Linked DNA regions of Macaca mulatta: region 2 is linked to region 1. A link is a contact called in public Hi-C data. All regions are on one chromosome and are shown on one strand. The core of a region is the stretch at or near the end of the contact, and the rest is flanking DNA. Distances in the headings are between cores, read along the strand shown. Region 1 holds the start of THSD7A (thrombospondin type 1 domain containing 7A). Region 2 overlaps THSD7A (thrombospondin type 1 domain containing 7A).

The links. Hi-C and Micro-C count contacts between places; a contact is called where the count stands out from the background.
Region 2: a contact with region 1 is called in a Hi-C map of fetal cortical plate, with 4 times the contacts expected there. The contact joins the enhancer-like site here to the promoter of THSD7A in region 1. A contact is called at or near these places in 2 of 14 Hi-C or Micro-C datasets (fetal cortex germinal zone and fetal cortical plate).

The regions. Positions count from the first base shown.
Region 1 is chr3:116,563,865-116,570,592 of T2T-MMU8v2.0, forward strand. THSD7A (thrombospondin type 1 domain containing 7A) reads left to right here and starts at 4,336. Exons shown (of 28, transcript XM_015134011.3): 1 at 4,336-4,834. The coding sequence starts at 4,657.
Region 2 is chr3:117,003,475-117,010,202 of T2T-MMU8v2.0, forward strand. THSD7A (thrombospondin type 1 domain containing 7A) reads left to right here. Exons shown (of 28, transcript XM_015134011.3): 14 at 3,870-4,048; 15 at 6,333-6,338. Among named protein-coding and RNA genes, the nearest start is that of THSD7A, 440 kb to the left of the region's middle. Within about 2 kb of position 3,752, at least 3 of the 40 cell types and tissues checked have an H3K27ac peak or open chromatin away from gene starts, as enhancers often do. A contact at or near this core is called in fetal cortical plate, where this site is marked.

The DNA.
Region 1 (6,728 bases), core at 3,086-5,585:
AAGCATTGACTTCTCCTCTCTAGCTATTAAAATTTTAAATGGCATATTCTTCTAATAGAAGGCTTTTTTGTTTATGTTGAAAATTGATTGTTTAATGTAGGTACTTTCATCTGTTTGTGTTGAAAATTGTTTAATGTAGCTACTTTCATCAGTGATCTTAGCTACATCTTCTGAATAGCTTGCTACAGCTGCTTCACCTTGCAATTTTGTTATGAACATGGCTTCTTTCCTCAAACTTTATGAAACAATCTCTGCCAGCTTCACACTTTTCTGCAGCTTCCTCATGTCATTTGGTCTTTATAGGTTTAAATAGAGTTGGGACCTTTCTCTGGATTAGGCTTTGGCTTAAAGAAATGTTGTGGCTGATTTGATCTTCTATCTGGATCACTAAAGCTTTCTCCATATCAGCAATAAGGCTGTTTTGCTTCCTTTCATATGTGTATTTGCTGCAGTAGTACTTTTAATTTCCTCCAAGAACTTTCTTTTGCATTCAAAACTTGGCCAACTGGTGCAAGAGGCCTAGCTTTTGGCCTACCTTGGCTTTTCAACTGCCTTCCTCAATAAGCTTAATAATTTCAGGCTTTTGATTGAAAATGAGAGACTTGTAATTCTTCTTTTCACTTGAACACTTAGAAGCCATTGTAGGGTTATTAATTAGCCTAATTTCAATATTCATGTGTCTCAGGGAACAGGGAGGCCCAAGGAGACAGAGAGATAGGGAAACAGCCTGTCAATGGAGAAGTCAGAATACACAACAACATTCACTAGTTTGTTATTTTATATGGGCACAGTTTGTGGTGCCCCAAAATAATTACAACATTAACATCAAATATCACTGATCACAGATCACCATAGCAGATACAATAATAATGAGAACATTTGAAATATTATGAAAATTACCAAAATGTGATAGAGACATGAAGTGAGCACTTCATGTGGGAAAAATTATGTTGATAGACTTGCTCAATGCCAAGTTGTCACAAGCCTTAAATTTGTTAAACAAACAAATAGACAAAAATATCTGTAAAGCGCAGTAAAATGAGGTGAACCTATAAACTGGTGGGTGGGTGTCAGGGAAGGGGAGGAGAGAAAGAAGCCCAAAATAAATTTTGTCTCATCCAAATCTTGGTCAAGTGTGACACCTAGAGGTTGCACAAATAGAATTCCTTTGGGTATTTTTTATTTTTTAGGATGCAAAATGTATTTATGTGGAGAATTATTTTTAAGGTTTTATTTCAAAATGGACATCTTTAGATAATTTCATATGTAATACTATCAATAAATAACTATATTTCTTCACTTTTTATTATAATTATAAAACTGATGATGTTAAAAGTTGTTTCCCTTTCCATCAAGAAACTGAAAATTTCCTAATTGTTTTAAAATGCTGGTACTAATGATTAAAAGTCATTGTCATCAATCTCATGGGTTGTAATATATATTTATATGCTTATGTTCTAATAAAAGAGAAAATAGATATATATAGGTATGTTCACATCCTTACCTCTGGAGTTTAGAAATGATAGCAAAATTAATATAGGCAGAATAAAGACACTTATCACATGCGAGGTGATAAGTTTAGAATTTTTTCATTTCTAAATATTAAAAAATGCTTTGCATTTGTCATTCATTGGTTTGGAAAACTTTTATCGCACTGGCTCATTAATATTTGAACAGTTCTCCATGAAAAATGATGAACGATTTACTTCATGGCAGGCTGTACAGATGGTCAAGTTAATCTGCATCCTTGAGACTTCTCATGACTAAATTTTGACATCACGTCATTAAACATTTATGTATTATTATTTATGTCATATTCTAGGAAACAAATATTACTATGTTTTGCTATCTCTTGCCATCTATCAGTTTTATTGATAGGATTTATCTACCTAGACACTATACCTTTCACAAAGGAACATGTATCAGAATACATACATCACTTTTGTCTCCTCAGAGACCCATACATTTTTGTCCTCAAGTGCAATAATGACATTGTTATGAACAAATGTGTGGCAGGTGTGGAGACAAATGTTTATATGACTTGGATTCTCTAACCTTGCTCAGAGATGTCTTTGCTGATAATTGTGTGTGTTTGTGTATGTGCTTGTGCGTGTGTAACTCCTAGGCCTTGTGTACATTGAAATTGAAAAAAGGAAACCAATTGTTGGCTATTTTGAAACCCTACTGCAGAACATATCACCATAATTGTGTATCGTAAATGGCAGTAAATTTGAACCTAGAAATTGACCCTGTATAATGCTTGAATTTGTAGCTATGATGTTTACACTCTTGACAAGTTGAGTTATTATTATACCACCATGGGTAAATATAAAGATCAGAATCTTAAAATTTCTTTTGACAATAAGCTATTAAGTATAGTGTGGGATGGCTTTTTGAAGGGCTAGGTAATTACCTTGCACATTAACTTAATTCCTCAGATTCTCTGTCCTCTGTTACATAATGAATTCCCACTTGGTGAATTGACTGGCGCTTCCCACGAATGCGTAGAATGGGCTGCTGTTAGCAGAGTATGTCTAGTTTGAAATCCTTCCTGTGCCAGAGTTAGAGGATTTCAAGGTTTAGGGCACTAACAATAGCTGAAAAATACAAGCAGAAACGATGGGAAAATGATTCCTTGTGGAGTGGACAAGGAAATTTTCCTGAAACGACAGAACCCGGGAAGCAATAGCAGGTCCCTTTTTCTTCTGCGGTTTAACTGCTAAAAGAAGTGATCCTTCAGGGAACCGTACATTAGTTAGGATCAGGCTTCCTTTTTATTCCTTATCAACCTATAATCTTTTGATTGTTGCCTGTTTTCCACCAGTGAAGAAATAGTAAGCCACACTAGCTTATCTCTCCTAATCACAGACTCACAGAGCTAGGGCTCTCTGAGCTTTTAATTCCTTCTTAGAGGCCTAACAGAGTGGAAAGTAAACAAAGACCAAATTTGCAACCTTCAACGTAGCTAATTTCCTCTGATGTCAGAATACTTAAACAGGCAGGACCTGGGAATTATTTGATCAAACCTGTTTTTAATCTAATGCATGCAGAAGGGCTGTGTCTGGAAGGCTCTGCAAAATGACAAGGGTCCCAGGAGAGCCTTATGGAAGGTTTCCTCTTTCAGAAACAGTAGCTTCCTCATTTTAAACTCTTGGGTAGCTGTGTTGGAGTAAATTCATAAAAAGTAGTTTTCCTGCTTTTAAAATTTTATTTTATTTGCCTGAAAATTGCTGATGGGATAATAGTTTTCTTTGGCTTTCCATGTGCTGAAATTTTAATGGTTAAATGCCTACTATTTTAGCTTTACTATGAAATGAATTAATAATAAAAGATATTATTATTGGCTAAAGGGAGAATGAGAAAGGATAAAGCATTATCTGACTTCACACACGTTCTTCTATTACTACTGGTAGAAGAAAGTGGAAACACAAAGGACAAAATATGCAAACACATGTGGTTCTTTATTTAGATGGTGACAGGCATTTTGCTACAGTAAGAGTTAAGGTAAATTGGTGTCAGGGAAATTTTAAATGAAGAATTTACTAATTCCAAGATATCCAGACAGCATGACTGACTCAGTTTGACCTTTAATTTGACTCATAACTATCTGAATACTTAGAAGTAGCATATTTTTGAGAGAAAGAAGTAGATGAAGGGACAGAACTCTATACCTGAAATATAATTTTAATTTTAAGGGTTTTTTTTTGTACAATTGTATTTATGTAATTAGGTAGCACTGGAAATACTCATTAAATACTAATTCAGTTTTAAAGGTTATTAAAAGACAATTTAATTTGTCACAGAGCATCAGTATTGCTCATATTTTTATTGAGAGTAGATTAAGTTGAAAACAACATTTAAAGAAGTGTTTAAGTACATTTTTACAAGTAAACATTTCTGCTCTCGTGTTTTTACATCTGATCTCAAATACTGCTCCCCACACAAAGTAATTCAGAAGCCATGGCTTAAAAATAGATAATAAACACTGATGCTTTGTGTAAATACGTACTAAGAATAACATGCCACTAGATCTAGCGTTTGACTCCTTGGATGACAGTGAATATCAATGCCTGTTATTTGTCATTCTGAAATCTGCCGGGTGATGATTCTTTTTATTGGTGCATCCTTCCAAACATATTTCATCGCACCATGTGCACAGGAGTTCTTTAGGCGGGTATGTCGGAACTGGGTGTCGCCTGGCTGGCCCCTCTCCCCTTTGCTCGCTCCCTTTCTCGCCCTAGCGCTCTCGCCTCCCTCTGCCTCCAGCCCCCTCTGCTCCTTTGGGCTCACGCCCCCCTCCTCCCCTTCCAGCTGGCGGGGGCTGCGCTGCCTCCCAGACCTAGCAGACCTGCTCAGTCAGCTGGGGCCCCCTGAGGACAGTTGCCTCCGGAGCCGCCAGGACCTGCCATTCTGCGCGGAATGGCAGCGGCAGCAGCATCCCCGCCAGAGGCGGCGGCGGCGGCGGCGGCCACGGCCACCACCGCGGACGCTATTGTTCCCTGGTGTTAGACGCACTCTCCCTCCTTCTCATCTGAAGCGAACAATAGCAGGAAAGAGCTTTGCTTTCTGTACTCTTTGGGAAGACGTTCCAAGAGCGGAGAAAAATTCCCTGCCGAGCGCGCTACGGCTCTGGACCCTGGAGTGGCTGCGGGCGGCATGGGGCTGCAAGCCAGGCGCTGGGCGTCCGGGAGCCCGGGCGCTGCGGGGCCGCGCCGGGGCGTCCTGCAGCTGCTGCCGCTGCTGCTGCTCCTGCTGCTGCTGCTCCCGGGTGCCGCCGGCAGGGCTGCGGCACAGGGCGAGGCGGAGGTGCCCACCCTCTATCTGTGGAAAACTGGTAAGTGGGACGGAGTTACCCTTTCCCCATCTTCACATCTGGGGGCACATTAAGGAGCTGATGGGCTTCCGTAGGGACCCCGGTGCTTTTGGATGGCTCGGTTATGCTGGGATCCTAAGGTAAAAAGTATGATTTCTTAGGAAGCAAATAGGTCATGTCCGATGCAATTAGGAAAGAAAAGCATGACAACTAAGAGGCAACAGTGAGTAGCTGGAATATTTCTCTCGCAGCTCCATAATGAGGGCAACGCTGCACTTCCATAATGAAGTGCAATATTTTTAACCTCTGGATTTTCATTCTACTAGGAGTTTCTTAAACACATTTCTAGCAAAGAACAAGCAAAGAGTTTAGCCTCGGTCTTTATTGTTTAGGCAAGCAATATGCTCGCTGTCATGACATTTGTGGATATAGAGTTGAATTTGTTAACTTTAGCTTTGTGTTATGTGGGACACCCAGAAACAAGCCAAGTGAGGGCGGTTCCAACAATTAAAGGCGAATGGGGCTCCAGTGAGCCTTCCGGAAAGACTGAAAACTCAATTCTTAACTAGCGAATCGCAGGATTTTTAAAGTGTACAACTTTGAGGATGTCTGGATTCAAACTTTCCCTTCCTTCCTTGAGAATTATTTTGCTTTGTTTTTCAACCACCCAACAATAGCAGCTACTAACTGCCCATCAGTACCCCCTGGCAAAGTGCTTGGAGGTTCTGGCGGGGGCCGTGACAGGCAGGAAAACAATGCGAAGTGAAGCATTACTAACCCCTTTTCTGCGGGCTCACTTTCTCTGTCCATTAAAAAAACATTGAGAATTCTTTAGCGGACCTAAAACTTCACATGTTCGTAGGAATAAAGTGGGAAAAGATTATCCCCGTTGCTTAGAGCTAGGGGTAATTTAAGAATAACTCGGTCATGCCAAACATTAAGAGAATGTTGTAGTTGAAAGGGAAAGTATGTGTTCGTCATGGGGTTGCAAACAAGTTTCAGGGAGTGGGTCTCTTCCTGCTTCAACCCATCTCTGTACCACTGCTGAAGAGACAGCTCAATTTATTCTACGATTGCATCAATATCGATATCTGAAATTTTTAAAGAAGTTGCAGCTATCTAGACATTTAGTAGGGAGATTAAACAGAAACGTATTTAAAGTCAAAGTACACAATTTGTCTTAGAATATTACATGAAACACTTACACATTTTTAAAAGCAAGATTATTCTCGCTAACATCTTAAGTTTGCAGATCCATTGAGTAATGAATTCAAATAAAATAAAACTAATTTATTTCAATTTGAAACAAAGAGTTGAAGATCTCTAATTTAGCCTAAGCTAGGGTTTTACCTGTTAAAAACACATTCATAATGACAAACATTAATCAAATTATAATTTACCGTTAAATGGTATCATATGGATGCTTGGGAAGAGCTTCTTAGGTAAGTCAGTGTAAGATAAACTAGTACTTGCCTAGTTGAAATTTATACTAGCAAAGTAACAAGAGCCAAGCAATAATTCAGATGGAAAACAGTCCAGCCAACATTCACTGTACAGCATCTGAGGTGTTAATATATGTCATCATAAATGTCACGGAAGGAACACAAGCCAATAAACAGCTTAAAATAGTGGGAAGCTCTCAGAAACAATGGTATGGAGACCTTGATTCCAGTGCCAGTCCCAGCTCTTGCCAGCTATAGGAATTTTGGCAGTTCACCTAACTTTTGACCCTTAGTTTTCTCAACTGCATGTACATGTGATGACACCTTAAAAAATAGTTCATTCAATTAGAAAGCAAAATAATGACTTCTTTATTATTTTTTATCAGAGGGAAAGGAGACTTTAATATGTTTGTAATGGAGTTGAAAGTAGTTCTCAGAACTAGAGAATATTTAAAGAAAAAGGATATACCATA
Region 2 (6,728 bases), core at 2,502-5,001, 440 kb after region 1:
TCTGCCACATCTGCCCTCCAGAAGATTATCTGGGACTAATCCCCACTTTCAGAACTTTTCATTGTATCCTAATCTTCATGCCAAATTTGTGATCCTATTTTTTAAAATTTATTTTATACTTCATTTACAATGGATGATATAATACACATACCATCCAATTTATCAATTTCTCTCCTAGGAGTACACCAAACAGAAACGCATACATATGTCCATCAAAAAACACATTCTAGAATATCCATAGCAGCAATGTTAACAATGGCCCCATATTGAAAACTACCTAAATGCCTACCAACAATAGAATGAATAAATAAGCCATAGTATAGTCACACAATAGAATGTTACACATCAACTAGAATAAACAGTATTCAGCAATATGCACCAATATAGATGAAATGCACGTCACAACATAGAGTGAAAAGGCTAGTACAAATGGATATACACTATATGATTCTATTTACATGAAATTTTTAAAAAGTAAAACTATTCTACACTGCGAGTAGTCAGGATAGTGGTTGCTCTTCTAAGAAGAGGTAGTGGCTGGAAGGGAATACAGAGGAGAGTTCTGGACTATTTATTTCATGGGTGTGTTCAGTGAAATTTACATCTATGGAAAATGCACTTTCGTGTATGAAGACTACAAAGGTTAAAACAAATATCTCTGACAAATGTATAGGAGATATTACATAAAAAGATATGCCAGATATCTATCTTCCATTTTTTTGGTTCTGCCTGTATCTTACAGTAGCTCTTCCTAACTTAAGTCCTACACAATCACACAGACAAATGATTGAAAGTAAAACTTGTGAAACCTGAGTAAGCATGATGGATTATATTAATGTCAGTAACTTGAGAGTGGTGGAAGCTTGTATTTTTAACATGTGTCTCAGGTAATTTATGATTAGGCAAGGCTAGGAAATACTATATAGTAAATTAGTATTTTAACACTTTCAGTACAGGACAGTTGGGGCACAATCTTATAGATTAAATTTGCCATTTTGGTTTAAAGGTGGTCTGACTTTCCTGTAGTTAAAGAAATTAATGCTTGTTGGTTCTTTTTAAAAACCTACCCACGCTAAAAAGAATAAAATACTTAGAAATAAATATAACAAAATAAGTTCAAGACCTGTACACTGAAGACTATAAAACATCATTGAAAGAAATTAAAGATCTACATAAATGGAAATAAATTCCATGTGTCTGAGTTAAGACAGAAGTACTCCCAAACTGATCAACAAATTTGACACAATTCCTATCAAAATCATAGCTGCAATTTTTTGCAGAAATTGACAATCTTATTCTAAAATGTATATAGAAATTTGACTCAAAATAGCCAAATCTATCTTTAAAAGGATAAACAAAATAGGAAGACTCACACTTCTGGATTTCAGTACTTGCTACAAAGTTACAGTAGTCAAGACTATGGTACTATCATGAAACTAGACACAGAGATAAATGGAATTTAGGGTTCAAAACGAAATCGTTACATTGTGGCCAACTGATTTTCAACAAGGGTGCCAAAACAGTTCAATTAGGAAATAACAGTATTTTTCAACAACTGAAGACAGGATAACTCAATAACCACATGCAAAAGAATGAAGTTGGACCTCTAACTTTTATCATAAACAAAAATTAACTCAAAATGAAACATGCACCTAAATATACAAGCTAAAACTATAAAATTCTCATGAGAAAACACAACTCTAAACCTAGATGACTTTGATTTCAGTAGTGGGTTCCTAGATATAATACCAAAGCACTAACAACCGAGGAAAAAAGACAAACTGGTCTTCATTAGCATTTAAAACTTTTGTTCTTCAAGGAACACTAAAATTTTAAAAAAGAGACAATAACAAGTTTGACAAGAATTCATAGAAATTGGAACATGCATACATATCTTGTGGAATGTAAAGTGGTGCAGTCATTTTGGAAAACAGTGACACTTCCTGAAAAAGCTAAATGGGTTACCACATGACTGAGCAATTTCACTGTAATGTATATATTCAAGGGAATTGAAAATGTATGCCCACACAGAAGCTTGTAAACAAATGTTCCTAGCAGCATTATTCCTAGACAAAAAGTGAGAACTCGAATGTCCATTAACTGATGAGTGGATAAACAATGTGAAATGTCCATACAATGAAATATTATTCAATCATAGAAAGGACTGAAGAACTGATACATGTTATAACATAAATGAACCTTGAAAACATTGTACTAAGTGAAGGAAGCCAGCCAGGCATGGTGGTTCACACCTGTAATCCCGATACTTCGGAAGGCCAAGGATAGCTTGAGGCCAGAAGTTCTAGACCAACCTGAGCAACACAGTAATACCTCATCTCTATTAAAAAATATGAAAATCCGCCTGGCATGATGGTGAGCACCCTTAGTCCCAGCTCAGCTACTTAAGAGGCTGATGTAGGAGGATCTCTTGAGTGCAGGAGGTCAAGGCTGCTGTAAGCTATGATGACACCACTGCACTCCAGCCTGGGTGACAGAGTGAGACATCATCTCTAAAACAAAATAGAAATAAGATCACGTAATGTTTTATTTCATTTATACAAAATGTCTAGATTAGGCAAATTCATAGAGATAGAAAGCAGATTTATGGTTGGCAGGGGATGAAGAAGGGGAAAATAGGAAGTGGCTGCCAGTAACCATAGGGTTTATTTTTGGAGTAAAACAGATATTCTAAAATTAGATGGTGGTGATGGTTGCACAACTCAGCAAACATACTGAAAACCAAAACATGAGATTATTTTTATGGAATATGAATTATATCTCCATAAATTTTTAAAAATCTACCTAGAGTTGCCTAGTGTCAACTGTTTACATTATAATCATTGTCAAAATCGAATCTCTGCTGTTGAGATAAAATGGTAAGGCAGAGTGTTTTCCTGTACCAAGAACACCCTCCCTCCACATTCAGACTATTATAGAGGACAATCGTGTATTTCATTCTTGACTAGAGGAATTTTGCTGTTTTCACATGTTTGCCTTGAGAATAATAGTGTTTAATTTGTATTGTGAAATGGCAAGTTTGCAGTTAAGAACTATTCAAAGATAGAATACTCCCATTTCCCAAAACAAATCTGTGCACTATTAATTGAATTGGTTGGGTGATTTGACGGAATGAGTACTGGATCAGACCTCAGAAAACTTTTCCCCATCCCTTACTGTGTAACCTTGGACTCAGTCAGTCATCACTCTGCATTTGTTTTCTTATCTGCCAGTTAGAATATCAATACTTGCACAATTCATACATAAGATTTTCAAGAGAATCAAATGGATATAAGATATGAAGGTGCCTTGAAAGGGACAGCATGTAAAATATGAGACATTACTTAACAGCCTTCATTTTTCTTCAGACTTTATTTTCAAAGGAGGAGAAAAACAAGATGCTAAGTTAAATGGTTCCTTTTGGGTACTGAGTGAAAGGGACTGGGATTTCTTAAGAAAGAATGTTGCATGGACTCAGAACCCTGAACTTGTGTGACATTAACAGATAGGGTTTTACAGAAAACTGTTATAATTTTTTAATGTGTCATTCTGTCAGCATGAGAATGATATGGCAGCAGACAGGTTATTGTCAATTAAACACGAGCTGTCAGTCAGAAATGTTGAAATATGGTGAGCATGAATCCTAAGCAGACCACATGGCAGCTGCTCAACTGTTATTTTAACAGAGTCACTGTATATATGTGACATTTTCCTGCAGAATTTAATTTAAGTCCCTAACAACGGAGACACCTCTGCATTTGCATGCTGCTGTCAAGTCAGTCTTGGACCTTCTAAATGAGCTAGAATAGTGGGTGGTAGTGGGAGAGTGACAGGTGGAGGAGATGACTCTTATCTCATTTTCCTTCACTCAGGTTACATTGAAGAGGCCTGCATCATCCCCTGCCCCTCAGACTGCAAGCTCAGTGAGTGGTCCAACTGGTCGCGCTGCAGCAAGTCCTGTGGAAGTGGTGTGAAGGTTCGTTCTAAATGGCTGCGTGAAAAACCATATAATGGAGGAAGGCCTTGCCCCAAACTGGACCATGTCAACCAGGTATTTTCTATCATTGACAGTGTTAAGATATTGTTGAGATTCACAATGATCTGATTTTTTTCTCCAAAATGGAGAACAGTAAATAATAGCTATTGAATAAAAAATTGACCCATTTTTACCATTAGAATGCCTGAATAAATACACATATGTTATTAAAATTTCAAATTAGACATATTATCTCTGTATTCTCTGGAGATTCCATACCTTGCAAGTATATGAATATGTATATAATTCAATGGAGAGAAAAATGACACCTATCTTTGAAATAATGTCAAGGTATTTAATCTGTCATAAGATTGTATCTAACATGTAGGCTGAGATTATCTCATTCTTATAGTTTCCCCAGACTGTCAGAAAAGACATCTCAATTACCAACTACTTAAATTAAAATCAAAGAAATAATATGGATTTGGATCTAAAATTAGGAAAAATATATACTGTTTGTTTAAATGTTTTTGATATAAAACAAATTGAGAAAACAACTACAAAGATGGCCTCAAAGTCACTATAAGTATATTATCAATTTACTGATTGACCATTTTCAGTTTTATTTGGAACTCTGACTTTTGATGCATTCTTTCTTACCTGCTGTTAATAGTTGTTATTCTGTTCTATTAGAAATAAAAAGAAAAAAGCCTAATGGAGGAATTGTGACTAATTTAAATGAAATGTACCCTAATCCGACAATTATTACCATGTTTGGCCTACAGGTGAATTAACAAAGAATAATTTCATATATTATGTGTGGGTGTTAAGTTGTGTATTTGAATTTAAATCACAACCAAATAATCAAGTCCTTAAATATGTAGAACTGTTTCACACATATATAGACTCATTTTAATCTCTAAACACACTGCTTACCTGTATACATACTTTACTTCCCAGATTGACATAACTTTGTTCATAATAAAAGTACATTGTAGAGAAAACAGAAAGACCTTTGGAATTAAGTAAATTAAGATGAAGATCGTGAAGAATTAAATTCTATAATAAGTACTCTAAAGAGTCTTGATTGTTCCCCAAGTGAAGTTGCTGATTTTATCTTTAGGTGCAATGGAGGGTAAATAACACACTCCCTTGCTGCCATCTACTGGTAGTTTAGCTTCCCTGTCACAGAGCATTTTGCGTTTCTAAGATGCTAAGGAAATTTCCAAAGAAGAAAATTCAGTTCAGCAACTATAATTATATAACTGTAAAACAGAATAACTGAACTAAAATGTTTATAATACAAAAGAATATCTCTCTACACATTTTGAAACCTTGAATTTTCAGTAGCAAATTTAAATTTTGATAAATTATGTATGATTCACAATCCTAAAAAGAGAAATTCTACACGTACTCATACCTATTTCACTTTAGCATGTATGTGTGCACCCAGTCAGATATGCAATTAAAATCTGTGTTTGCCTCAGATTTTCCTTAAGTGTGAATTTCAAAAGGTTCAAAACCTCAGGCCAAGTTGTCTTTGCTATTACTAGTGTTTAGCCTAAACCATTTGTCACTTTCCAACTCTAATATATTCTGATGCAGTTTGACAGGGGTATTGTGACTTGGTATCAGTTGACTGAAGGCTTATTGAGACATTAACAACCGAAAAATCAAAGCAAAAACAAATAATACATTTTTGAACATTTGAGCATAAATGTTCTGCATAAAAATAGAAACTTATATGAATTTGTGTATTAGTGAGATGTTTAGGGAAAATAAAAATGTAAAGATTCGTGTTAATGTTGAAAATTTTAAATCACATAGGTGTTTACTACGATTATACATTCCTCAGTAAAATAATCAGAAGCCCGTTGGCTTGAAAACGGTCTCTGAGTTTCTATTTTTCTAGCTGAGGAAGGAAGTACTCAAATCCTCATTTTCTACAAAACAGCTGAACTAATTAAGGTAAATCAATGGCTAGATCAAGCTACAAATATACTGATAGACAATAGTCCATTGACAAGTTGGATCACAAGTTATTTGCATTATATATCAATTTCCCATGCTATGTATTTTGAGGTCAACTCCGTTTTCCAAGATTGCTCCATCCTGCCCATCTAATTTTTTCATTGGCTCTGCTATTTACAATACTCATTTGTGTGTCTTACTTTTCAACAATAATAAGTAGTTGTGTATTATCTCCTATGACCTAAGAAAAATGTTCTAGTATTTTACCAAAAAAGTAGGTTTTTACATTTAAGTAATAATACTTGAAACTTACCACGAGTTCTTCTCATAGCATACTGACGTTTTATCTTGTTTCCTTTTTCATCATTCCTGTTGAACACCACTCCAGGCACAGGTAAGAACTCTTAAAACTCATGGTTCTTAATAGAATGCTTCTTTTCTAAAATTTCCTGGTTTCTGAGAACACATTTCTCTTCTTGCCTTGTCTTTTATGTTTTACAGGGAGAAAATATCACATTTTCCATTAAAGAATTTTTTCTCTAGCTGTTTTCTTTTTCTTTTATATCATAGTTACCTGTGTTCCTGTATTTCATATCCCTCATTGTAATATTAAGGACTGAGGTGAACAAGAGTTGGGAAGAACAAGTTTCACTTCGCTAATCTTGATAGGCAGTGACACCCGTTATTAATGGTCTTGTGCTTTTCAGAGGGAGAAGGAAAAAGTGCAAGTGGACTGAAAATGGGTGGGTTGGAGATTGTTCTGAACTGATCGGTATTCCCTTCA